Regions from separate parts of the Triticum aestivum genome. Here region 2 is linked to region 1. Evidence: chromatin contacts called from public Hi-C data. All regions are on one chromosome and are shown on one strand. The core of a region is the stretch at or near the end of the contact, and the rest is flanking DNA. Distances in the headings are between cores, read along the strand shown.

What was found. Hi-C and Micro-C count contacts between places; a contact is called where the count stands out from the background.
Region 2: a Hi-C map of leaf shows a contact between it and region 1, with 3 times the contacts expected there. The contact joins the enhancer-like site here to the promoter of LOC123123109 in region 1. A contact is called at or near these places in 2 of 5 Hi-C or Micro-C datasets (both in leaf).

The regions. Positions count from the first base shown.
Region 1 is chr5D:491,735,855-491,740,480 of IWGSC CS RefSeq v2.1, forward strand. It overlaps LOC123123109 (ethylene-responsive transcription factor LEP), which reads right to left and starts at 1,984. Exons shown (of 1, transcript XM_044543554.1): 1 at 212-1,984. The coding sequence starts at 1,498. The coding sequence ends at 617.
Region 2 is chr5D:492,079,297-492,083,922 of IWGSC CS RefSeq v2.1, forward strand. No RefSeq gene overlaps it. Among protein-coding and RNA genes, the nearest start is that of LOC123125683, 54 kb to the right of the region's middle. Within about 2 kb of position 2,720, at least 2 of the 8 cell types and tissues checked have an H3K27ac peak or open chromatin away from gene starts, as enhancers often do. A contact at or near this core is called in leaf, where this site is marked.

The DNA.
Region 1 (4,626 bases), core at 734-3,233:
GCGGCCCTACACGCTTGGAAAATGGAAAGGAAAACATTCGCTTGCTACTACTGGGATCCTGTCATGGCCACGCTCCCACTTGTGCGTGGATTTGGAGCCAGTAGTAAAGATGATGTGCACGCCCGATTACATGCACAATCACGACGCAAAATCTTCACCACTTGACACCAGCTCGCGTAGTAAACAATTCATAACGACGACGACCAAGGCGGAAAGGCGATGTAAAACAAACACACCATCACGACAACAATTACACAGTTTACTCGTCATTACAGTAACGGGCATGCGGCCACTGTCGGCACCGCACTGCTCCGTTTCCACGCCGGAGACGTGCGAGTTAAGGCGGATCACGCACAACGGCGGGGCGCCGGCGGGGGCCCCGCCTGAGCTCACCACCACCACCACCACCACCACCACAAGCAACAAACCATTCACTCCTCTGCTCTGCTGCTACTGGAGTGTACGCAGTACTAGTAGATCTACTAATTAATAAACGAAGTAATAATAGTAACAGTACTGGAACGCAACGCATCTCCCGCCACTGGCTCACGCGCCTCCCGCCACTTCCCGCCCCGAGGGCGCGAAACGGCGCGGCAGCGGGGTAGGGGCAGGGGCGTCATATCACGCTGACGGCGCTCGCCGGCGGCGGCATCACGAAGTCCTCGCTCTCCCACCACGGCAGCTGCCAGTCGAACTCCGTCGCCTTCGGCTCGCTATCCCACCACGGCTGCTGCCAGTCGAACTCCACCGCCTTCGACGGCGGAGCGGCCGAGGCCAGGTCGCAGAGCTCGCCGTACAGCTGGTCCACTGGGCGGGGCGCCTCGCCGGCCGCGCGACGGAGGACCGGGGTCAGGGGCAACGCGAACGGGTTGAACGAGTCGGCGTCGTCCTCCTCGGGCTCGGGCTGCGAGGGCGGCGACGGCGCGGAGGGGGGAATGGTCGCGGGGGCCTCTGCTGCCGCTTCCCCGGTAGGACGAAAGTTCGCCTGCGGCGGGGAGCGGGGCTTGGTGGACGCGACGTAGTCGGAGTCGGAGCTGGAGCTGGACGAGAAGTTGGTGACGGCATGGGACCCCTTGAGGCGCACGGCCGCGTCGTCGTACACGGCGGCAGCCTCCTCGGCGGTGTCGAAGGTGCCGAGCCACAGCCGCTTCTGCAGGCTCGGGTCGCGGATCTCCGCGGCGTACTTGCCCCACGGCCGCTGCCGCACGCCACGGAACCGCCGACGGTAGCCGCCGTCGCCGGCCTTCGCCGCCCGCCGCCGCCGCAGCAGAGCCCGTCTCCGTGGGATGGACGACGCCGGAGACGGCTGAGAGACGCTGATGTCGATGACCTTCCGCACGCGCCGCTCGCCGCGCCTGACCTCCTCGTCCCCCGAGGACTCGGACTCGGTGGCGTCGGCGTCCACGAAGAAGACGCACACGCGCTTGGGCCGGGGAGCGAGGGACCCAGCGCGGCGGGTCCGGCCGGCGGCGAGGGAGTCCGCAGGAGACATCCCCATCCCCACCAGCGCTACTGAGATTCCACCACAAATCTCATCCAAGAAAGCCTCTTCCAATTTGGGGAAAACACGGGACGAAAAAGCTTCTCCAAACTTTCCCCTTGGAAATACTTGCCAGAATCAGCGAAGAATGGCCGCCTTTGCCGGGGCTCAGCGCTGAGATCTGCCGCTCCAAGTGAGCGAGCTCGCACTCCAAGTAACGGGCCAAGCAAGCAAAGGCGCCGCGCCAGGAATCCCCAGCCCGATACCTCGCAGCCAGAGACGAAGCTCCGGATTTGGGCAGGGGGGGGCCGGCTCTCGGCCGCTCCGGACGGATCGGGGCGAGGAGGAGAGTAATCCTGGGATGATTTTGGGGGTTTAGACAGGGTTCTAACGGGAGCGGGTCGGCGGGATAGAAGCAGAGGGGAGGGGGTTGAGACAGAGGTTGGAGAAAGGTACTAGTAGTACTAGCGGAAGGAGATGGTATAGATTCACTCGCGGCACAGGTGGATGCCACTACGCAGTACTCCTCTCGTCCTCTCGATCTTATCACCCCTTGTGATTTTACGCTGCTGCCCTCCCCGCGTGACCCGCTCTGCTTTTGACAGTGAAACGAGCGCATGCAGTGGTGCAGAGGACTGGGCCGTTGCCTTTGCGGGATTTGACCACTTTGCCCTCCTCCTAGGCTCATGCCCGGAATGTGACGTGCGTGATTCGAATTCGAAGTGGATTTGAATTTGAGCTTTGGGATGCCCGCAATGTATCATCAGATTAGGTACTCTGGTAAATCGTGTGCTTGGCATAGTTTCGGATGACTTGTTCACAAGAAAGTGGATTGGAACTTAACACTTTGTGTTAGGTATGTGACTCGATTGGCATGATATGTGCTGGGACAATTGACAGTTCAAGACTGCACTCACTTCCGGACGTTACTTGTCTAAGCCCCTTATTTTTCGCAGAAGAAAATTGTCTAAGCTTATAGCTCCATGTAACTAGCATGAAAAGTCAAAACAGCTTCACACGCTCCGCGAGCATGCTGCGGCGTCCGGGGAGGGATTTCGCGAAGCCGGGGACCTCATTCGGCGCTCGTGTATTTGCATGTTTCCACCAATATTTTACCGGCCTGGTATAAAAATCCCAAAAATTCCCCACAGGCCCATTCGGTACCCCGGTATTGGACCGGCACATCCTGAAAATTACACCCCAAACCCTCCAATACTCGTCTAAGAGGAGACGCGAGCTTCCCCTCGCGAAATGTCTCCCTCGACTGTGACGGCGCCGCCATCTCCGCCCTCCGCCCTTTGTCCCGCAATTGGCTGGTCGGATGCTAAAAGATTGGATTTTTATTTTTCACCTTCTTATTAGCATGTTGTTCAGTTGTTGTTATTTGTGCTATGTTGTTGTTGTACCAAACACAGGAAATTATGGGGGCGGGGGATTAATGGGGATTTGGTGGAGGGGAGGGGACCACCAAATCCCTTCCAATCCCCAAGTCCCTTGGGGTTGGAAAAACACCAGTGCCAAACAAGGCCTGACGGGTGATCGCACACTAATTTATGCCGAACATGTTAAATTTGTTCTTGTTTGCCGGTATTATAATGTACTTGCATCAATTACATTTGCAAATTTTTGTGTTTGATCCATTTGAAGGGGGGGGCGTATTTAACCATCACGAGTGGAGGCTGACGCCTGGACGGATGGCAGAAAACATTTGAGGCGAAAAACCTCCAACACGGATCACCAAATGGATGGCCGCGAACAGCTGGCGGGCCGTCGACCATCCAGCCATATTTACTAAATAGAATCATACACTGGATTTTCATTGTTTTTTGGCATAAATTTTACATGGAAAAAGAACTCTAATAAAAGACAATAAAAATCTTACTCTACTCCTACCCATTAATGGTGAGGTCGACGACCCCCTCATGGGACGGACTATCCTCGTCGTCATTAGTAGTTGGCTTGAATGAGGCGGGCCTGATGACAGATTCCTCTTCGTCTCTAGCCCCTCGAAGAGCCGGTTGCGCTCTGCCTCGTTGACGCAGAGCTACCAATGCTTGAGGCGGATGGTGTGGGCACTGTGCATGGATGCGAGCACCGTCCAGTTCATGTCGTCGATGCTTGGGTCCACCGCAACCATGGCCATGACAGCAACAAGGGACGCACGATGCGCCTCCAACTGATCCTTCGGCTGCTAGTGCTCCTCCATTAGTGATTGATTGTACATTGCTCCACCTGCAACAGTGTGAACGCAAACATTGGTGGCTCCTCCACTGGCGGATGACCCACCTCTACCTCCCCCAGCACCATGTTGTAGTGCTGCTCCGCATATAGCACCCGGAACCCGGACACCGATGGCTACTCCATCGGCGCAGGGCGCCTTATCCTGTTCCTACTCTACCTCCTGCATCGCGGTAACCTCCATGAACATGGGGTCGCTTTGAGGTTGGTCCACCTCAATGCGGACTTGGCGTCGGGTGTGCACGAGGTGGACTAAACCTGTGCAAACGTCAGGCTAGGTCGGGTTTTCAACCGGGCTTGTAAATGCCCGACCTTCTTTTCTCAAGCCCGAGCCCGACCCAAAGCCTGAAATATACTCTTTTCTCAAGCATGAGCCCGACTAGAACTCAAGATCAAAAGCCTAGCCAGAATTATATATTTTAGTGTTCGTATGTGTAAGCCCGACCTGGAACCCGAGCCCGGCCTGGGTTTTTCATGCTAGGTGAAGTCTGGCTCGGGCTAGCTCATTGGCCGATCTGCGCATGCTCATGTCTAGTGTGGACCTCTATAGCGATTTCAGCACGGCACCTTGGCGAGAGTTGCCTCCACCATGAATGAGCGGTTCGATCCATAGCTACGATAGACGGACAATGATGTGAAGGTGCTCGGAGGGTGAGAAGGGATGGTTTGATGCCGGACTCATACTGTGGGAGAAGGGCTCAAAGGGGTAGGGTTCTTGGGTGTGGCCGACCGGCTTAAGTAGCCCGGAAGGGAAGAGTGGCGGGTTGAATGTGGAGTATCGAAGTAGGCTTCTTGGGCCTCGCACCGATGTGAATGTCGAGTAGGCAGATAGTCGGTTAGCCGACATGAATGTGGGCAGCCGACAGTCACGTCCACTTTGAATGTGCAGAGGGTTCTCGAGACACGAA
Region 2 (4,626 bases), core at 1,470-3,969, 340 kb after region 1:
TACGACTGTGGGGGGCGTCCGTCGGCTTGCCTTCGGATTCTTCTCCAGCCTCACCGTCTGCGTCGCTACCGTTGTGACTGCGGGGGGATGTTGAGTAACGTGATTGTATTAGGAAATATAGGTTAGACTAGGAAATATTCTGGCCTGCCTTGTACTTCAAGTAGATTATGTACTCCTATATATATATGTCCACGAGGCTCAAGCAATACATTGAACTATTCCACCTAATCCCTCTCTCCCTTCTAACAGGGAGTTTCGGTCTTCCTATCTTTCTATCTTGGGTAGTGGGGTTAAAATACTTTGCTTTAGGGCATGTACAATGGTGGCAGTGGTATGATGATGCCCCAAGATCCACATAGGAGCAAGTAGATGAAGCATCAGCTTCATTCACCGTATGGTCCCTTCTATATTCTCTCTCTCGTCATCTTCTTTTCCATCTAAATTCATGGCTGCACATGTTTGTTGTGGTCCTCTGCTACTCTTTGCATATGATTTTGCCTCTTTCCTTTTCTTTTCTTCTTCTTTTTGGTTGAAGCACCAGCCTCCTTTGCAAGAGACCGTTTGGCTCTGCAGGCAGCACTCTTTTCGCTCTCTCCCCTTTTCATCCGACGTGGACTGCAGGGCAGCACTCCAGCATGGAGCGTTGGCCATGCCCTTACCAGCCAGGCTGCATCTTGATGAATGGCAGCGGACAGGAACAAGACTTGTTGGTGAGAAAGTGAGACGTGCAGAACTGTTACGGTTTTGCAAGCACGCGCAGCTTTTTTAAAGAAAAGGCCTACGCCCGACTTTATAAATAAAGCCACAAGGTAGAGTCAAAGAACAACACCGCGAATGAACCGAAGCATCATCAAGTACACCCACACGCGGGTAGGCACGAACGAAAGAACCCGAAAGTACACCCTGCCAACACACGACACGCAGGCCGGAGAAAAGATAAACGACATAGCCATCAACTAGTCGACAGAGCTCCAAAACGCCTAGATACCATGATCCTGTCCAGATAGAGACGACGCCGAGGCCCGAACTTTAGATATGAGAAGATTAAGAGCATCCCGTTCCTCCGGCTTAGTCAATGATCTCCACTGCTGCAAGAAGATACATGATTTAAATAAACAGTCAGCGGGTTTAGCAGGAAAAACATGTTCGATCGTAAACTTGTTCCTAGTAGTCTATAACGACCAACAAATTGCACCCAGACCAACCCAGAATGAAAATATACAGGGAGGTATGTGTAAAAAGACAAGTAAGCTGATCCCATGCCTTCCATGTAGATCGGACGCACCACGCAAGCTCGGAGCACGGTATCATGCCATGCACCGTATCACATGATATTTTCCCTACGTACACGGTCGATACTTCACCGCTAGCCACCGGTTCCGGTAAATTTACTTTTTCGGGGCGCCTCATCCTGCACACAAGGCATGGGTAGATGAGGTCGATGCTCGGCCAGTGGTACGTATACCAACGCGCCAGCGATTGCCGTACGATTCAGACGGTTGTCGTATCTCGTATGAGTTAAAACAAAAAACAAAATTTAAGGTCTCGATTTGGTGTGCCGGTATTAATGATCAATGGCACTGGCTGGATGCGAGCATGTCGTGAGTAACGTGTGAGCCGCTACGTTTTGTCCTACGCCGGCCGCTCAGACGTCCTCTTTAGGTGGCGTTTGCTTCACGGGCGAGGTTGGCTTGGCTGAGGATATCCTTAATCACCTGGTTGAGGATGGCCAGTTTTTCTTATTTGGTTGCGAAGGATTAGATGAGATGGATAACCGTTTTTTATTGTTTGGTTGCAAGGATAAAATGTGGATATGGATAGTCATTAGCTATTTTTTATGTTCATCTACAATGCAATATTAATACATGCTCTTCTTCCCTTAAAAAAAAAATACATACTCTTCTTTGTACAATCAAATACATGTATACATGCTCTTCTTTGCACAATCAAATACATGTATATTTCCATGCAAAAAATACATATACATTTCTTCTTTGTACAATCATACACGTGACTGTCCATGCAATCAAATACCATGAACTGGTCACTATTTACCAGCTATTCATACATGTATACATGTTCTTCTTTGTACAATCATACACGTGACTGTCCATACAATTAAATACCATGAACTGGCCGCTGTTTACCAAATATTCTGCTACTTCTTATCAACGCCTCAGTGTTACCAGTAGTGTTCATATGTGGTATCTGTAGACGAAAGGACAGTTGAAAGACTAACGCATACATACAGAGAATAGATAGGCAAGATCTCCAGTGATCCTCGTTCCCGGCCACCGGAGCTCCCCGTTCCCCGCCAGCCATGGTTACAACACGTCAAGAGAGAGAGAGGGATGGCTGGAGGTAGGGGCCATGGCCGAGCGTGTGCACCGCGGCCGCTGTCGGGTGTGCGCCGCCGCCGCTGTCAGTCACCACCCTGTGGGAGGGGAGTTTCCTGGAAAGGATGGGGCACCCGCGGCTTGCCTCGTCTCGAGGAGCAGTGCCATGGCCGACGGCCAAGCAGGGCGCCAGCGTGGGGCGGTGGTGCGCCAGCGGCGGAGGCACCCGAGGGCGCCGCCGGGCTGATTACCACGGCCACACGACAGAGGGCGCCCATGGGAAAACGTTTCACGCAAGCGCGGGTGGCTGCCCTCATCGGCCATAATCTCGCGACTCTCGTCAACCATGTTTTGAAGGAATATTCTCTGGTATCTGACTATCCCTATCCTTCCTGGCTGATAAACGAAACAAGTGATATCCCCTAAAAAATTGGCTATCCCTGTCCTTATGGTGGATAGCCTCTAAACCAAACACCACCTTAGTGTGCATAAAGCCGACGTACACAAGAGCTAGCCGCGTTTGTCATTTTCTCCCAACCGCAACTTGGTTCTCCCATGTTTTTCCAACTGGAGGAGCAACAAGTAGTAGTGTTCAAACGATAGAGCCTATGTCAATTGTGCAAGTGAGAACCAGAGGCGGTCGGTGTCGATACACAAGCGCATTTGAACGGAGATTAAGGCTTGGAAGGGGCTCGCCAACATGGATATCACCGAGACACCGAGTGGAGTAACTTCAACACTGCCAAGGATAGGCGGTATCATATGGTGGGCGCCAAAGCCATTGTGGGAAACGACCTCGCATCTCTTGTCATGTTGGTTTCATAGAACAAGCAGAATGCAAGAGTGTTTAGAAATGCCTTCTCCATGAATCATGTCTAAAGTTAAGGCCGAGCCCGGGCTTTGACGGTCGGCAAGGGCCAGGCGTCTGAGTTCTCAAACGCCAGAAGAGTAGGCTAATTCGGTTCTGGTCAGTCTATAGGCGGTCTGATCATGTAATTCAAACTCTTCTTAATTCATGACGAGGCTTCTCTCTGTTTCAAAAATAGAAAATGTAGACTCTGGACATATAAAGCTTCACCGATCACACTTTTTCTCACGGTAATGCATGTTTCATTTATATCAGAAAAATTATAATACAAACCATATAGACAACGATCTGATGTATGTGGAAGGTTTAAGGATCGGCGTTGAAGATGCCCTAACATGTAGCTTTGCGGGTATACTCCTGTGCTACGGAAAAGTTACTATTTTTTTTCCAAGGCCGCTGTCGCGGCACGTAGCAAGGCGGACTAGGCAACACGTACTCGGTTGGCATTGGCAAGAAACTGCACTAATAGTAGCGATTCGCCTGGCTACCTGTTAGCAGCGCATGCTCGTCTTGTTCAGTTCCGGTTCCTGGCCACACCCACACGGACGGGTCGCATGCGCTTGGATTAGGTGGCAGGATCCGGGTAGGAAAAACGGATGGACGTGCGTATACTAATACTGTAGCGATAGTAAAAAAAATCGATAAATGTAGCGATAGTACTTGGAAAAAGAGAAAACTTGGAAAGAAATGATGAGGCGGAGAAAGAAATAGGCGGGAGAGACAAGACGGGACGGAGCATTTCGTGATTGCTGGAATATATCATGTGTACATGTTGTGAATATTTGTCTTTTCAATCAAATTGGACCGAGTTTTGTTTCTGAACATCTCATCTCCCAAGTTGACATTCCAGTTTGGCGAGTGAAGAGAGCAACGGAGGAGGTTGTTTTTATTCTCCCATCCCAGCCCAGGCACCGGATCTTTGCACTTGGATTTGGTCCAACCACTGATCGCCAGACTTTGATATGGAATCCGATCCAATCCGATCCGTTATTTCTTCTTTCGGAGCCGGAGCCGCTTTCTCTCGTCTATCTAAATATCCATGGCTGGTTCCCTGACCTTTTCATCTCAGCAAGTGACAGCCTTTTCCTTTTTACTCCATGGTTGGAGTACTTCAGAATAGATAGAGCGGAAGTGACAGCTAAAAGTCCCAGGTAAAAAGTTTAACTGATCGTGCATGTAGGTGAACCGGGGCCTCAGACCGGTGAAATGAGGAGTGCATAACAACCATGGATGAGGCAGAATATGAGATAGCAAGCTAGAATAAAGTCGAAAGTGTTCTTCTGCTCCCGAGCTCAAATGAGCTTGGTGAACAGTAGAATAAAAAAAATTCAGAAAAATCTGAATTTTTTTTGTGACGAACATTGACAAAAGTTTCAAGTGGCTGCAAAAAATTGTCATGGAATCACATTTCTGTAAGGCGTG